Regions from separate parts of the Sus scrofa genome. Here region 2 is linked to region 1. A link is a contact called in public HiChIP or PLAC-seq data. All regions are on one chromosome and are shown on one strand. The core of a region is the stretch at or near the end of the contact, and the rest is flanking DNA. Distances in the headings are between cores, read along the strand shown.

Region 1 (2,602 bases), core at 73-2,572:
CCCCAATTTCCTCTGCTCAGTATCACATGAATTCTTTTTTTACTTGCTAAAGTGCTGTTATTATGAGGTCAGCCAGCCTTTTAACCTACAACTGCTTTTCCACCTGCAATCCCCCCCCCCAAATCAAGTCAATAGACTTGTCCTGGCTGGGTAGGATAATGGCTGGATGGGGGTAGATGTGGCAAAAAGATCACCTGCATTTACGGGAGTTCCTCAATCACTGCTCTTGGTTGGCCCCAGTGCCCTCCATGACTCTGGGACTGAAGGATACAGAACTGACTGGAGGAGCAGAGCACGTTGGGAACTCCCGCCTCAAAGTGGTCCCCAGTACCTCCCTAACGGTATTTACCAGAGTCCTTTCTTCACTCTTTCCTTTTCCCTGATGGCAGAGGAAAATTGGCTTCCCTTTTCCTTCCCCTCCCAGCTATGCTCCAGAACCCTTTTCTTTGTTCCGTAGAAGTCCTGCTTCAGCCTCAGGTTCCCACATCTCTCCCTTTTGATCTAAGCCTCTCTGTTCCCATGGCTGTCACAGTGTAATAATCCTGTTGCATCTCTTCCCTATAGATTTGTGTCCTCCTGTCTCATGCACCCCGTCGTGCAATCAGAATCCTGTTTTCATTCCCTCAGGTGTCATTTCTCAGGCCCTGGCTCCTCATTCTTGGCCTGGTTTACTTCATGGAGCTGGGTCTGCCCTCTCATTTCGAGTTCAGTTTCTGGAAAACCCTTTGTTCCTGGGGTTCTTTGTGGTCTGAGTGTTCCCTTGGCCTCCCCCGGCCTCATTCTGACCCTGTCTAGCCTGGGGATCTATCTAGGTCTTCGGCTCTCCCTTCCCTACAGGTTCGCTGGGTCCTTCTCCAGCGCCGCACAGGCCCAGCTCGGTTTCTCTTCAGCCAGGGGGCTCCCTCCTTTGTCCCGGCTCGGGGTGCGGGTCCGCGCCGCCTGGGCCACCCGCCCGCCCCGCCGAGTGGGCCCGGGCCTCTCCCCGCCGCTGCGGCCGGCCGGGCCTTTCATCCCACCAGCCAGGGGCCTCCCACCCGGCCGGGCTCCGGCGGAACGCCCCCGCGGGGGCCGGCCTCCCGTCCGGGTCGGGCGGGGGTCCGCAGCCCCGGGTGGGGGGCACCCGGGTGGGCAGCCCCGGGGCCGATGACGCGCCGGGCCGCGGGGGCGGCGGGGAGAGGGGCGGGGAGCGGGCCGGGCCTGGCGCTCCCGACGGGAGGAGACGCCGCCGTCGCCGCCGCCGCCGCCGGCGGGGCGGGCTGAGGGAGGAGCGCAGCCGAGGGGTGGGGAGGCGGAAACGCCAGCGGGACCGGCGGCGGAGCGCGAGCAGCCGGGCGAGCGGGCTCAGGAGCGAGCGCGAGCGGCAGGCCGGGCGAGGCGAGCGCGAAGCGGAGAGCCGAGAGTCGGGGCGCCGCCGCCGCCCCCGGGCCGCACAAAGGGCCGAGGCTGGGGCAGCTGCCGCCGCCGCCTCAGCGCGCGGGCCTGGAAGCGGCGTCCGCCGGGGCCCCGGGAGAGCGCGGCGCGGGCGGCCATGGCCGGCTACGTGCCGGGTCAGCAGCCGGCCAACCGCAGCCAGGAGAAGGAGTTCGTGCAGGCGTACGAGGATGTGCTGGAGCGCTACAAAGGTGCGGCGGCGGGCGGCCGGGGCCGGGGACTGGCCAGAGCCGGGCCCGCGGCAGGTGGGGCGGCGGGCGGGGTGGCGCCCACCGGTGCTGGGGCCGGGCCGGAGCGGCCGTGGGCCGGGGCCCGCTCGTTTCCGGAGTTGAGGTGAGCCGCCGAGCCCTCTCCCACCTGGGACGGCGCCTTCACAGCACTAGTTACATTATGTGCCCTGTTATCTGGCCCCCGCTGGAAGGAGGCGAGGCCGGGAGCTGCTCGGAGACCTAACGCGGCGGGGAGTGCGGGGAGGAGGAGGAGCCGGGGCGGGAGAAACCACCCGTCCTTGGAGAGGCTCGGACCTCCGCGTGCCCGCCAAGGGTCCCTCGCCCCCTTTTGTCTCCCTCGGCCTCCGATCGGTCGCATGGCAGCCGAGGCTGTGAACCACCTCGGTCACTTGGGGGTCGGGGGGCAGCGGGCGAGCATCCGCCGGGGTCCGTGAGTGTGCAGTTTTGGTGACGAGGCCTCCTCCCACCCCCAGCCCCTGGGCTTCGAGCCTGATGAGGCGGGGGTCTACTGCTTTTTACCTCCCACCCCCAAATAAAGATTTGTTTTGGAGCTCGGATTTCCGGTCCTGGAAGCTCTCTTGCTAAGAAGTTCTGCAAGTTAATGCTTCATCCAAACCCTGCAGAGAAAGTTTTGACAGGCCCAGAGGCTCGGTGGACCGCATTTCCCTAACTGGTGTAGGTGCCCCTTACGTGGAAGCCAGGGATGCAGTGGCCTTAGGAGGCCCCCCGGCTCTGATCTTTAACATCCAGTTCTGGGGTTTGGCTTTGTGTAGCAGTTGTGCTTTCCACAGACATGGAGATTTTCCCAGAAACTACATGGGCAGCACTTTCTCCTGTTTTATTCAGCTGTGGCCCTTGTGATTGGGCCTTTAGTTTCTTTTCATGTGAAGGAGAGGAAACTTCAGCTCTTATGACCGGGTCCAGCATGCTTGTTTACAACA
Region 2 (2,602 bases), core at 38-2,537, 75 kb after region 1:
CAAAAAGGCACATGAAGATATGGAGAAATTCGAACCCTCCTATATTGGTGGTGGGAATGTAAAACTGTAGAACTGCTTTGGAAAACAATTTGGTGCTTCCTCAAAAAGTTGGAGTTGCCACATGATCCAGCAGTTCTACTAAGCATATATCCAAAGAAATGAAAATATACATCCAACAAAACTTGTACACAAATGCTCATGGCAGCATTATTCATAATAGCTCAGAAGTAGAAACAACCTAAATATCCATCAGTTGATGAAAGGATAAACAAAATGTGGCATATCCATACAATGGAATATTTATTCGGCAATGAGAAGAAATGAAATAATAATTGATACTAACATGGATCACATTAGATATTATGCTAAGCAAAAGGAGCCAACTTGAAAACATTCTGCTCTAAGTGAAAGGAGCCTGACACCAGAGACCACATACTGTATGATTCCATTATACAGAATAGGCAGATTCATAGAGACAGTAGATTGATTAGTGGTTGCCAGAGTTTAGGGGAAGGTGGGTTAGGAAGTTACTGCTAATGGACATAGGGTTTCTTTTTGGGGTGATGAAATGTTCTAACATTACATGATGGTGATGGTTGCCCAACTCTGTGAATATTCTAAGATCCACTGAATGATATACTTTAAAAGGATGGATTAGGTGTTATGTGAATGAAGTTCAGTAAAGCTTTTACCCCCCAAATTTAGGGTGATTTGTATGTCTAACTAGGATTTTGTCAGTTTAAACTTGACTCCTTATCTATGCCACCATGAATCTCAAAGTTAGAGCATCACTGTCTTGAGCACTGGGTAGATTACTGTTGCCCCAAAGCCTCAAGGTAAGAAATGTGGGTTTGCAATTACTTCTTACAGAATAGTTGATGGCGCTTTGTATCAGGAACCAAACCTTTTAAGATGGGTTCTCTGAGGTTGAAGCCATTCCAAGTTTTAAGTGTGACTGTCCTTGCCCTGCCCTGGTACTTCTTATTTATCCCTTCAACTGTGTATCTCCTGGAATAGATTATGTTTTGGGTCCCAAACCCCATTCCTGGCTCCACCAAGAACCTTACTTCTTTTCATTTCTTACATTTTTCCTCCAGGCTGTTGACCGTGCTCTGAGGCATTCTTTCCTAGGAGGTGTGGAGGTAGCTGGAGGAGCCGCTGGGTGGCGCCCTGCCCCCAGAGGATTGACAGATGAGAATGACTTTCCTGGAAAAGGCTTAGTCCTATGTTGGCAGGAAGAGGTGACTCATTTTTCATCAAAGGAATTTCAAAGAAAATGTAATGATAGGACGATGTCACAGGAGCAGGTGGAGACAGGAACCTTGACTGAGGGGCTGAGGGAGGTGCTAGATAGTATGGTTGCCTGGGTAGTCAGAATGGCTGACTGGCATGGATCACAGGAAGCGTCACCTGTTTTTCAGTTCCTTTCTCCTGAGCCCTGGTGTGTGCTGTTCAGTGCCTTCAGTGCATGTGGTCAAGCCTGTGCCTGTCTTGGGTGTACTGTGTTTGTATCTGGGTGAGACATCTCATGACATTCTGTGCGAGTTGTAGATTTATTTCACATGCGTTGTGTGTAGGGGTTCCTGTACTCTGTGCATCAGCTCCATGGCTCGCAGGGTCTATATCTGAGAGTGGAAAATCACACATTCATGGTGGCTCATTTCCCCTGGTGTGTTAGATACAAGAGCTTGCCTAGATACTAGAGGGTTGGATCCCAGGGACTTTACCTTATTGCCAGAAGTACTGCTTCCCTCCAGTGTTTTGGCAAGAGCTGGGTCTGTGCTCTAATCTTAGTTAAGTTTCCTTTTTTTTCTTTTTTTCTTTGAGTTGAGTGCCCTTCCTTGGTGTGTATGGATGAAGCTGATAAGTGGGGGAAACTTAAGAGTCAGGGGGAAGGATAGTTAAGCGCTGGTATCTTTTCATGTTGCAAAGCACTCAAATTGGTTAGGTGTTGAGGCTCCCATTTATGTTACGACTGTGAGGAGTGCTCCTGGTCATCGCTGTGTTTTAACACCTACCAGGGTCTGTGTGATTGTGAGGTTGGAGGCTAAATCAGTTTACAGAAGGTAAAAGAGAAGATATTTATTGCTAGTATTCTGCCTTAGGATTCAGGTCTCACAAAATATCAGGGAGAGATGGCTTAACAGTATCAGTTGCTGCTTTTATGCTTTATGAATCATTCATCTGAAAGTGGGGTGGAAATAGGGACTTTTAGATAGTATAAGACTCTTCCAAGAAGAGGAGATACTGCTTCTCTTTAAGATATATCATAAGCAAGAAGAAAAAGTAACAAACAAGCAACAAGCCAAACAAACAGACAAAACCCCTGAAATTAGAAAAGGAGGGAGGAAAGCTTTATGTATTATTTGGTTCTGCCTTTAATTGTTGCAACCTCTGTTTTTGGATGATACTACTGGGTACACTGTGGAAGTAAAAGTGATCTTTGGGATGGGGTACAGAGGACATGAATCACACAACTTGTTTCTTAGAGGAAGGTGCTGGGCTTCCCAGGGCCCTCATTGGCACTATTTCTCCTCCCTCCTTGTGGCACTTCTCTCTGTATCTCTCCATGAAATAACAAATCATTAGCAGAGTCTTTTAA

Evidence for each region. HiChIP or PLAC-seq counts read pairs in DNA pulled down with a chosen protein or histone mark.
Region 2: an H3K27ac HiChIP or PLAC-seq map of alveolar macrophages shows a contact between it and region 1. The contact joins two enhancer-like sites. A contact is called at or near these places in 2 of 5 promoter capture datasets (fetal liver and liver), 28 of 47 Hi-C or Micro-C datasets (adipocytes, adipose tissue, alveolar macrophages and 16 more) and 2 of 2 datasets of contacts at active chromatin or transcription factors (alveolar macrophages and skeletal muscle).

Annotation. Positions count from the first base shown.
Region 1 is chr6:94,978,014-94,980,615 of Sscrofa11.1, forward strand. All of the region lies in intron 2 of MACF1 (microtubule-actin cross-linking factor 1), which reads left to right. Among named protein-coding and RNA genes, the nearest start is that of MACF1, 19 kb to the left of the region's middle. Within about 2 kb of position 1,323, at least 55 of the 83 cell types and tissues checked have an H3K27ac peak or open chromatin away from gene starts, as enhancers often do. A contact at or near this core is called in alveolar macrophages and fetal liver, where this site is marked.
Region 2 is chr6:95,052,939-95,055,540 of Sscrofa11.1, forward strand. All of the region lies in intron 2 of MACF1 (microtubule-actin cross-linking factor 1), which reads left to right. Among named protein-coding and RNA genes, the nearest start is that of MACF1, 94 kb to the left of the region's middle. Within about 2 kb of position 1,288, at least 11 of the 83 cell types and tissues checked have an H3K27ac peak or open chromatin away from gene starts, as enhancers often do. A contact at or near this core is called in alveolar macrophages and fetal liver, where this site is marked.